Regions from separate parts of the Macaca mulatta genome. Here region 1 is linked to region 2. A link is a contact called in public Hi-C data. All regions are on one chromosome and are shown on one strand. Each heading gives the region's core, a stretch centred on a gene start, on an enhancer-like site or on the middle of the called end of the contact. The rest is flanking DNA. Distances are from core to core; before and after follow the strand shown.

Region 1 (6,129 bases), core at 842-3,341, 190 kb before region 2:
TATTGTCCCCCCACCAAAAAATATTGAAAATGACTAATATATTAAATACTGGCCACGCACGGTGGCTCACGCCTATAATCCCAGCACTTTGGGAGGCCAAGGTGGGCGGAACACGAGGTCAGGAGTTCGACACCAGCCTGGCCAACATAGTGAAACCCCTTCTCTACTAAAAATACAAAAATTAGCCAGGCGTGCTGGCAGGCGCCTGTAGTCCCAGCTACTCGGGAGGCTGAGACAGGACAATTGTTTGAACCTAGGAGGCGGAGGTTGCGTGACTAAAGACTGTGCCATTGCACTCCAGTCTGGGCTACAGACCGAGACTCCGTCTCAAAAAAGAAAAAAAAGTACCAACCATGTGCCAAACAGCACTCCTAATTTCTTTCAGCCACCTTGGTCTGTCTAGCACAGATTTAGGCATATAATGGACACTTAATGGGCATTTATGAAAAAAAGGGATGACTATTAAATTCTTAGAGAAGTTTAAAAAAAATTTTCTTTTTTTGAGATGGAGTTTCTGCCCTTGTTGCCCAGGCTGGAGTGCAGTGGTAAGATCTTGGCTCACACTGCAACCTCTGCCTCCCAGGTTCCAGCGATTCTCCTGCCTCAGCCTCTCAAGCAGCTGGGATTACCGGCAGGCACCACCACCTCCGGCTAATTTTTGTATTTTTAGTAGAGACAGGGTTTCATCATGTCGGCCTGGCTGGTCTCGAACTCCTGAACTCAGGTAATCCACCCGCCTTGGCCTCCCAAAGCGCTGGATTACAGGCATGCCAACGAGCCCGGCCAAAAAAAAATTTTAATGGTGCCAGCCCTTAAGGAAATTACAAATCGAGTTGGGAGATAAGACAAACACATGAAAAGCTAAGTAACACAGGACAATTAAAAATACCATGTGGCAAGATATGATTACTGCAAAGTTAGTAGCAAAGAGTGTTATAAATTCTGACCAGTGAGATTATTATAGACTGTGGCCCTTGTAGTCTCCCAACAAAACGGGGACGCTATATTTCGATTTAAAAAAAGAAAGTGACACAGCAATCATCCTACCCTAAAATTATCATCAGAAGAAGGAATACAGTAAGAGAGTGATATAAAGAAACTCCATACAAGGTTTTTAAAGCCTATGGTAGCCCTGAAAAAAGTTGGAACATTAGACACGCAACCCTTTGTTGATCCAGGACCTGTAAAGGCTCCTGAAACACAAGTCTCTCAGGAACAGCATCCTCTGTTCTTTCTCCGCCCCCTACGGAGCTTTCCACTGGACAGCCGCCCGAGAAATTTCTCCCAGCATCTGCAATGGCAATACTCTCATCTTCCTCCCCTCGCCTGTATCAGACGGTGGCATCTCCCTCCAGGGGAAAAAACCGAGGGCGGGGGAGGCTGCATAAGAGGGAAAGCTCGCAGTGAGGTTGATTATGGAGGAGGAAGGTGAGAAAAATGCAGGGGACGAGCGTGGGGTCTCCTGAGCGCCAGCCCACTCTCTCTACAAGGCCTAGCCCACACGCTCCCACCCCGAAGGCACGCCCCTCACAAGCCGGACCCGGACGCGGACCTGAGTGACAGCAACACCACCTGTACTGCACTCCCTCCCCCAGGGCCTGCAGGGAGACGACTGCCCCTGCCCCCACCACCAGCGGCCCCTGGCTCTTTCTCTCCCCTTCCAGTCCACGTCGTCGACGAGTGACAGGTACCGAGGGAGGCGATTGCAAGCGCACGCCGTTCGGGACTACTGGGGCAACTCTGCGCCGAAGCCCTCCAACAGGCGCGCGGGGGCAGACAGAACGTTCCAGACGGCCCAGGGGGACCCGGTCCAGGCCCAGCCTGCCCTAGCTGCCCTACAACGGGCGGAGGTGGCACTTACTGCGGAGATTGTGGATTAGCTCCGAGTGGCTGGCGCCGCCGGATTTCCAGGCCATCGCTAAGCACACTCGGAGCAGGTACAGAACCACCTTCAGCGCGGCGACGGTGCCCAGCAGTTTTCCCAAGAGTGAGACCACCTCCCACACCGTCACCGCCCCGCTCGCGTCCCCGCTGTAGCTGCCGCTGTTACTGCCGTCGCCGCTGCTGCCGCCACTGCGCGCTCCCGGCATCCCCCGCGGCACGCATGCGCTCTGTGACGCCGCGCGGCCTAGGGTGCGGCCGGGTGGGGCCGAGGGCGGGGGAAGCGTGTGGCCCAGCTGCCCGCGCGTGTGGCTGCTGTGGCTGCTGCGGCTGTCAGGGGGACTGCAGGGAGGCCAGGCTGAGTCAGCGCCACCGCCGCTGCTGCGTGTCCCTTTCTGAGGCCTCGAACCGCACCGACTTCGCCCTGCGGCCGGGCTCGGTAGCCTGATCAGTCGCGTTCCCGGCTGCGTCTCCGGTCACCGAGCGGGACGGCGGGATGGCGGGGTCGATCTTTGCAGACGCTCCTTGTGGTTCCGCAGTCGCTGCTGGGTCAGCTGTTTCGAGCGGCGGATCTCCTCCTATAGATGGCCAGATTGTTAGACGGTGGGCTTCATCCGTTCCTACCTCGCCCAACCCAGTTGACTGGTATTTGGGTCTGTGGAGCCCGAATAACACAATAAGAATAAAACCCAACGACAAAGGCCCTCTCTAACCCGAGTACACCGGCATCTGGCTTTGTGACAAACATGTCACCGTTAGGCTAAGCAAAGACTTTGGAACCCTGGTTCTAAAGCTGTCAGGGAGTGGAAGAATACCAGGACATGGGGGTGGGGGTTGGCAAAGCTTTGCTCCCTTAGAATAATACGAACGTAAAGAATTGCGATTGGTTAAAAAATACCACTGTGTCCTCTGGTGAACGTGTTATTCTCCCGACAAAAGTGTGCATTTCCACCTAATTAAGCCTCACAAATTCCACCATAGCTTTATTGCTATCAGCTCTGCAAGACCATGAGTGAGAAGCTCACTGAGAACATTGCTTGTCGCGTCCAAATCGCTGACTCGTAATTTGACCTGAGACTGACAGAATCCAGCCAACACTTAGTCCAGTAATCTTTTTTTTTTCTTTCTTTTTTTTTTTTTTTTTTTGAGACAGAGTCTCGCTCTGTCGCCCAGGCTGGAGTGCAGTGGCGCGATCTCGGCTCACTGCAAGCTCCGCCTCCCGGGTTCAGCCTCCTGAGTAGCTGAGACTACAGGCGCCCGCCACCACGCCCGGCTAATTTTTTGTATTTTTAGTAGAGACGGGGTTTCACCGTGTTAGCCAGGATGGTCTCGATCTCCTGACCTCGGGATCTGCCCTCGTCCGCCTCCCCAAGTGCTGGGATTACAGGCGTAAGCCATTGCGCCCGGCCTCCAGTAATCTGTTGGAAGGAAACAAGGCTAAGACATCTGTGCTACTATGTCAGCACAATTTTCAAATTCTAGTTCTTACCCGATTTTGTAAAATGTGACACTGGCCTGTTTCCCATCCAAAATCATCACTACCTATTTTCTGGGATTCTGTGACCATAAATGAAACTACTGACAAAACTGGGTTTTTTGTTTTTGTTTTTGTTTTTTGAGACGGAGTCTCGCTCAGTAGCCCAGGCTGGAATGCAGTGGCACGATCTTGGCTCGCTGCAACCTCCGCCTCCCAGGTCCGCGTTCAAGGAATTCTGCCGCAGCCTCCCGAGTAGCTGGAATTACAGGCACGACCACCATGCCCAGCTAATTTTTTTGTATTTTTAGTAGTAGAGTTTCACCATGTTGGCCAGGCTGGTCTTGAACTCCTGACCTCGTGATCTGCCTGCCTCGATCTCCCAAAGTGCTGGAATTACAGGCATGAGCCACCGTGCCCAGCCAAAACAGTGTTCTTTACTTCAATATTAAACATGAATAAATTGTTGATTTGGGACTGTAACCCACTTAATATTTTCCATTTCATCTTTTCTACAGTTTCTTGATGATCTTCCATTTGGTGAAAAGAAAAAAGTCAAATCCTTGATAGGAACCTGATAACTCTAAAGCTGAGCCAGATGGATTGCATTTACATGCAGTGCTTCCCTAAACTGTCCCTGTGAAGTAGGACTACCAATATCACATAAAAACAACAATAGCATAATGGCCCTTTTTAAAGAAACAACCAACATACAGTTATGAACACCTGTAGTATTAAAGAGGTTCATTTTTCAGATAAGTCATACCTCTTGTATTCAGTAGGATTTACATTCTTTTTTTATTCTTTTTTTTTTTTTTTTTGAGACGGAGTCTCACTCTGTCGCCCAGGCTAGAGTGCAGTGGCTGGATCTCAGCTCACTGCAAGCTCCGCCTCCCGGGTTCACGCCATTCTCCTGCCTCAGCCTCCCGAGTAGCTGGGACTACAGGCGCCCGCCACCTCGCCCGGCTAGTTTTTTGTATTTTTTTAGTAGAGACGGAGTTTCACCGTGTTAGCCAGGATGGTCTCCATCTCCTGACCTCATGATCCGCCCGTCTCAGCCTCCCAAAGTGCTGGGATTACAGGCTTGAGCCACCGCGCCCGGCCGGATTTACATTCTAATTAGGGAGGAATATGCATCTTAAGAAAACTAACGATAGAATATATCCAAAATATATGTAATAGTGGCCTAGATATCAAATGCAAGCTCACGCCTGTAATCCCAGCACTTTGGGAGGACAAGGCAGGCGGATCACCTGAGGTCAGGAGTTCGAGACCAGCCTGGCCAATAGGGTAAAATCCCGTCTCTACCAAAAAAAAAAAAGCCAGGCATGGTGACACGCACCTGTAGTCCCAGCTACCCTGGAAGCTGAGGTGAGAGAATCACTTTAATCTGGGAGGCGGAGGTTGCAGTGAGCTGAGATTGTGCCACTGCACTTCAACCTGGGCCACAGAGTGAGACCCTGTCTTCAAAAAGAAAAAAAGCGATGTTGATTTAGATCAACATTGGCTGGGGGCATCAGGAAATGGTTAAGGAAAGAACAGATCCTTGAAGGATAGGCAGGATTCTGAGGAGTAAAGAGGAAGGGAAGAATATTATAGGTGTAACCAAAAGCACAGAAGGAACCTAGAAAACTGATTCCTGGGCTATTGACAATAGATATCACAAACCTCATTCTTAATCATGCACATAATTAAATTGACCAAAGCTAGGCAATTGGCATCAAAACTAAAACTGGAGTCTTTCGAATTCTAACTCCAGGCTCTGACAGTGTGTATTAACTTTCAAGCAAAGTATTTGTTTGGGGGACAAGAGGGAGAGGTTTAGGATAGTAGGTTGGCACTGTATTCGAGGTACTTCCATGAGTATTTAAGGATTTTTGAATTGTTTTCTATGCGCAGTGACCTGCAACTGCTTAGGTGTGGTTTCAAGGTGGTTTCTACTGTATTGATTTTGTTCTATTTTTGCTCTTAAATTTTACACTGCACAATTATTGAACACAAGAAAATACTGATATTGTAGATTAGGAGCAAGTCCTACTGCTCAAAGACCAAAGCGCTCTTGCCTTTGCTCAGAGTCGCTCTAGGAGATGGGCCTCTCGGTCTAGGTTCTCCCAGTTTGTATACTGACCGTGCCCACACTGGCTACCGAAGAGAATTGACTCTCTGCAGCCACCGTCTCCCTCCTAAAGTCCCATCCAATCAGGGTTCCGCGGGAAGAGGCGGGGCTGAGAGGCGCGCGTTGTGCTTGCTTTTTGCAGTGCCTGCTGCGGCTGCTTTCGGCATGGAGGAAATTTATGCGAAGTTTGTGTCTCAGAAAATCAGCAAAACCCGCTGGCGACCGCTGCCTCCCGGAAGTTTGCAAACCGCGGAGACGTTTGCTACCGGATCTTGGGACAATGAGGTATCCCCGCTGATAGGGACGAGCCCCTGCCTCTTCCCTCCCTCCGGTTGAGCTGACCCCTGGCCGCGCGCGCGCCAACTCCCACCTTCTGGTTTTTCTCGCACTTCTAGGTCCCTCGGACCCTGTCTCAGGCGCGGTTGCTCCATAGCTCAGAGCCTGTGATGGTGTGCCTGAGCCTCATATCTCGTTACGTTTTAAACTCACCATACTATTTGTCTGAGATGTTTTGGAGCAAGCTTTCTGGACGGAAGCGCAACTTTTATTTTCCGAGAGTTGACGTTTATGTCATCTCAAGACAAAACTCTTTGTTTTACAGGAAAATTATGTTTCACTGTGGTCTATTGGAGATTTTGGAAACTTGGACTCTGATGGA
Region 2 (5,669 bases), core at 3-2,502:
AAAGCAATTTTCCTGTCTCAGCCTCCCGAGTAGCTGGGACTACAGGCACCTGCCACCACGCCCGGCTAATTTTTCTATTTTTAGTAGAGACGCGGTTTCACCTTGTTGGTCAAAGTGACATTTACCGTGCCCTTCACCTTTATATTTAGAGTGTTCGTATTCAAGTCTTGAGGAGTAAGATAAGGTGTACCGACATAGTCTCTTGTCATTCTCAGAAAACTTGCACTTTAAAATATTCAAACTTTTCCCTACCATTCTACTGAAAAAAAGGCTGATACTGGCCTAGGTAGGCACGACTCTACGGCAGAAATGGTGAGCATCAGCCACGTTTCAATGTTAGGATGCCTCGATTCTCCCACCTCAGCCGGCATCAGAAGCACCTGTAGGACTCGCCAACCCGGACTGCTGGGCCCCGCCCCCAGAGGACGGGCTGAGTTCCCAGCGGATGCCGACGCCGCCGATCGCGCCCCGCCGTGAGAACTTCTCCTCCAACATCCGACAAAAACACTACGTCGCGCGAGGGCCGGGTCTCTGCCTCTGCCCACCTCAGCCCAGCGGAGCCCCGCAGCCTCGGGACCGCGGGCCCTCGCGATCGCAGGCCGAGCAGGCACAGGTGGCCTGGAAACGCGCGAAGTGGGCAACTTCCACACTTCCCGAGCACGCAAACATTCCCTGCCCAAGCGCCGGCTCTACCCCGGGAAGGCGCCATTACGAAGGCCCGCGATCACCGGCAATCGCGCGCTTCGACGGCAAAGCCCCGTCAGGTCGCGCGCCGGCTTGGGCCGCCGGAGAGTCAGTGTGGGGTGGCTCCAGGCTCACTCACAGCGACGCAGCCCCAGTAGGTCCCTTCCCTCTTACCTCGGCCTCCCACGCCGCCCCAATTTCCTGGGGTGCTTCTCCCCACACCTCCTTCGGGGGCCCGGACCCCCGCCCCTGCCCACCGGTGGGATGTGGAAAGCGTCATTGTGGACTGCCCGGGCCTCCCGGAGGGTCGGAGTCGTAAAGCGGCCAGCCGGGTCCGCCCTGCCCTACCTGTGGGGCTCCGGACAGCGGCGGCGGCTCGGGGGCGCCCGTCGTCAGCCACCCGGCGGCGGGTAGCGCCACGAACAGCAGCAGCCGGAGGGCGAGCGGCCCCGGTGGAGCGCCCTCCATCTTGGACAACCGGGGCAGAGTGCAGCGGCGGCCGGGAGGTGAGGGCGGAGCCGGCCCGCGGGAGGGGCGGAGCTTCGGCGGGCGGGGCGGGGCGGGGCGGGGCGGGGCGGGGCGGGCTGTCCCCTTCCAGGGAGGCCACGGAAGGCACTGGGAGACTCCGAGATCCGGCTCGCCGGGGAAAAGCGTTTGCGCACGCGCAGCGCCGCGCGGCGTCCAGGGGCGGAGTGAAGTCTTGGAAGGTACGGCCCCTCATTAGACCCGCCCTCAGGATTGGACAGGACTCCAACTTGAGCAATGCAAATATTCTCGTAGCCATTATTTTAAAAATTAGTATATATACACATGCATGTGTCTTGGTGTGTACATGTACATGTACCTATACGATGAAAACAATGGAAATATTTCAGAAAACTGTTGTACATTAAAAATGAAACATCGCATTTAGAGGGGAAATTTTTATTAAGTGGGTAATTTCCCACCCTTGGGTGCACGTGGGACTCTCCCGGAAAGCTTTAAAAAGTACTGGGGTCTCCCTGAACACAGCACTTTCCAGCCTGGGCTGCGGCTCGGGCCCTGGTGGTTTTTAAATTTTCTTGGGTGATTGATTCATTGTGGGGCCAAGGTTGAGGATGCGCCACGCTTATCGTTCAGCATTCCGCCGACCCCTGGAGGCGGCGCAGGGACAGCGCTCAGCTGGAAGCCAGCACACCTGGGCGCTCAGCGCCTTTTTGGTCAGTATCGTAACTCTAAAGTGAAAGTGTTAGACTTTTCTTCCACTTTTCAGATTAAAAAAAAAAAAGTTACGGAACCCTGTAAAGCAGAGAGTAGCAAGAAATTCAAGCATTTTAGATTAACAGGATTGCATGTTGATTGAGAAAAACTTGGAAACTTGGCCATTCAGGCAGAATAAGAGAAATATTTAGTCTTCCTTTGAAATAAAACTTTTGACATGAAAAGGGAAACAAGAATCTGCTTCTCTCTTTGAGCCCCCTTTACTCCTTTTAACACCCTCCTGCCACTTGCCTGCTTCCCCTCCCCCCGCCAGAATAAGTTATAAAAGTTTTGGCTGAAGACTCCTTTCAACTAACTCCGGGCTTACTCTGAGATTCCCCACGCCACTGTTAAGCTACAAGAGATTTCACAGCGAAGCCCCACCCACTTCTGGGTTCCATCTGCAAACTTGGCCTTTTCACTTTTTTCCTACTGCTGAAATTAAAAATGAATTTGGAGATGGACGTGGTAGTTTGTGCCTGTAGTCCCAGCTATGCAGCAAACACAGGCAAGAGGATCGCCCGAGTCTATTTAAAAAAAAAAAAAAAAAAAGGAATCTAGAAGCCGAGCGCAGTGGCTCATGCCTGTAATCCCAACACTTTGGAAGGCCGAGGCGGGTGGATCACTTGAGGTCAGGAGTTCGAGAACACCCTGGCCAACTTGGTGGAACCCCATCTTTACTAAAAATACAAAAATTAGCCAGGCATAATGGCACGCACCTGTAATTCCAGCTGCTAGGGAGGCTGAGGCAGGAGAATCGCTTGAATCCGGGAGGCAGAGGTTGCAGTGAGCCAAGATCGCGCTATTGCACTCTAGCTTGCGCGATGGAGTAAGACTCCGTCTCAAAAAAAAAAAAAGAATCTGGAAGTCAGAAAACATGACATGTGGATGTGTATAATTTGAATTAGTAATATAAGGTTACAAAGTACGTATATATGAAAAGATAATAGGGAAAGTTGCGGCTATTTTCTCACAGAGCCTTTCCCATGGTCTAACTGTCCACTGTTCTTTTGCTTGTCTGTCTGGTCAGACAGGTGTGAGCTCCAGGAAGGGCGTGGCCAAACCTTAAAGCAAACAGCTTGCTAGAGTAGGCCCTCAGTGGGGGTTTGTTAGACAAATAATGCCTAAGTGGTTGACAGTATTATTTAATAATCAACAATTTTACTGTTTTGTATGAAATGGTTCTCTTTAGGCCATTGTTTTGCTGCATGCAAACATGAGCGCTATGGAATTTCATGTTTAAAAACCCCATCATTTGGGGTAAAAAGCACCATACCACAACTCTAATGAGTTACAACAAAACTTTAAACAAGGTTTGTGGCTGAGTTCCACTTGTCCATTGGAAAACTCAACTTGGTATACTAAGCCTTCACATTAATCTGAGAAACAAAAGACAGAATTAACTTGGCAGTTGCTTACATGACACATAAATATGTCAATGTTAATACGGTGAGTACTTTGATGTTCCTTTGAGTCAGCTCATGTCAACTTGATATCTTCTATCATAAAGAGTTCAACTTACCTAACAGCAACCGACTGCAGTTCTGTGCACATTAGATGCTTTCTCTTCTTTGAAGTTTATCTTTCATATAGGAGAAGATATTCTAAAACATTTCTAATACTACAGAAAACAAAGTATATATTAAAATGTCTTTATTCTTTCACTTGATAATACCTTTTGACTCCAAACCTTGATATATTTCCTTTTTAAGTAGCTGATTTCGTTGTCATTTTCATCATTCCCACAATAAAAATTGGAGTCCATCTTTTTCGGCAATTTAAAGCAGGCTTGATGCCAAAAGGAAATCTGGGAGATGATTTGTATCTGTTTCCAATTTCTGGGAGTGAGTTCACTGCACTTCTATTGCAACACAGTCTACTCCAGTATTTTCCAGAGTTAGTCATCTACATATTTTTGAACTTTTAAAAAGACCCCTAGAAGATGACAAGAGGGAGAGCAAGAAACAAAGATATTGTATTTTATTTTTTTGAGACAGGGTCTTGCTTTGACACCCAGGCTGGAGTCCCATGGCAAGATAGATCATGGCTCACTGCAGCCTTGACTTCCTGGGCTGAAGCTATCTTCCTACCTCAGACTCCTGAGTAGCTGGGACTGTAGGCATGTGCCCCCATGCCCTGCTGATTTTTTTTTTTTTTTTTAAGTGGAGACGAGGCCTTGCGAGGTTGCCCAGGTTGGTCTTGAATTCCTGAGCTGAAGCAGTCCTCCTGCCTTGGCCTTCCAAAGTGTTGGGATTACAGGCATGAGCCACTATGCCTGGCCTAACTTTTTTTTTTTTTTTTTTTTTTTTTTATGAGACAGAGTTTCACTCTTGTCACCCAGGCTGGGGTGCAATGGCGCAATCTCAGCTCACTGCAACCTCCTCCTCCCAGGTTCAAGCAATTCTCCTGCCTCAGCCTCCCGAGGCAGAGTAGCTGGGATAACAGGCACCCACCACCACGCCCAGCTAATTTTTGTATTTTTAGTAGAGATGGGGTTTCACCACGTTGGCCAGGCTGGTCTCAAACTCCTGACCTCAGGTGATCCACCTGCCTCGGCCTCCCAAAGTGCTGGGATTACAGTCATGAGCCACTGTGCCTGGCCTTAAATATTTTAAAACTGCTTTTGCTGTAACTTTCTTGTTCATATATTTATGAATGAATTTCATTAGCTCATAATGATGGGTGATGCCTCTCATATGAAGAACAACTCATAGAAATATTATCATTGTAGCATCCAGCATGTATTTTCCTAATTGTGTTAAGTGCTTTATGTGTATTATTCAAACCTCATAACAGCCTAATGACATGATTACAATTTATTATCCCATTTTTATATACAAAACAGAAATTTATAGAAATTTAGCGTTTTTCTCTGAGTTACAGAATAGTAAACGATGAAGCTGTGGTTTTAAATTCTGGTATTCTAAGCCAACACAGTATAATAAAACAAAAGGCATTTAGTTAATTTATATACATTTATAGAGATGATTATAAATTATTCCACTCATTAGCTTTCTAAAAATATGAGCTGGGTTGCACTTTGGGAGGCGGAGGCAGGCGGATCACCTGATTTCGAGAGTTCGAGGCCAGCCGGGAGTTTAAGAAACCCCGTCTCTACTAACAACACAAAAATCAGCTGGGCGTGGAGGCGCATGCCTGTAATCCCAGCTACTCGGGAGGCTGAGGCAGGAGAATTGCTTGAACCAAGGAGGCGGAGGTTGCAGTGAGCCGAGATCGCACCATTACACTCCAGCCTGGGCAACAAGAGTGAAACTCCGTCTTTAAAAAAAAAATTAAAAAAAAATGAGCTCTAAGTTGGGAGAAATGGAGAAACAGGAGAGCTATGCCTTCTCCACCATCACAGAAGCTAGAGGGGCTCCAGGGCCAAGATGCAGCCCCTGCTCTCTGCTCCCCCAGCTAACTAGTTTCAACAATCTGAAAATCTGCAGAGACGTTTGTACTCAAGAATGCTAAAAATCATACTATAATTTGATGTTTGATTGGTACTCTAATAAAAATCCTGAAGATAAAAGATTAAAGGGCCGGGCGCAGTGGCTCACATCTGTAATCCCAGCACTTTGGGAAGCAAAGGCGGACGGATCACGAGGTCAGGAAATCGAGACCATCCTGGCTAATGCAGTGAAACTCCGTCTCTACAAAATTAGCCGAGCGTGGTAGCGGGCGCCTGTAATCCCAGCTACTCGGGAGGCTGAGGCAGGAGAATGGCGTGAACCCAGGAGGCGGAG

What was found. A called contact is a pair of places that touch in the nucleus more often than the background predicts.
Region 1: a Hi-C map of liver shows a contact between it and region 2, with 5 times the contacts expected there. The contact joins the promoter of PCMT1 here to the promoter of GINM1 in region 2. A contact is called at or near these places in 2 of 14 Hi-C or Micro-C datasets (fetal cortex germinal zone and liver).

The regions. Positions count from the first base shown.
Region 1 is chr4:68,255,803-68,261,931 of T2T-MMU8v2.0, reverse strand. It overlaps PCMT1 (protein-L-isoaspartate (D-aspartate) O-methyltransferase), which reads right to left and starts at 2,091. Exons shown (of 7, transcript XM_015137139.3): 1 at 1,862-2,091. The coding sequence starts at 2,090. It overlaps NUP43 (nucleoporin 43), which reads left to right and starts at 5,603. Exons shown (of 8, transcript XM_015137140.3): 1 at 5,603-5,756; 2 at 6,073-6,129. The coding sequence starts at 5,637.
Region 2 is chr4:68,060,863-68,066,531 of T2T-MMU8v2.0, reverse strand. GINM1 (glycosylated integral membrane protein 1) reads right to left here and starts at 1,252. Exons shown (of 8, transcript NM_001193728.2): 1 at 1,033-1,252. The coding sequence starts at 1,152.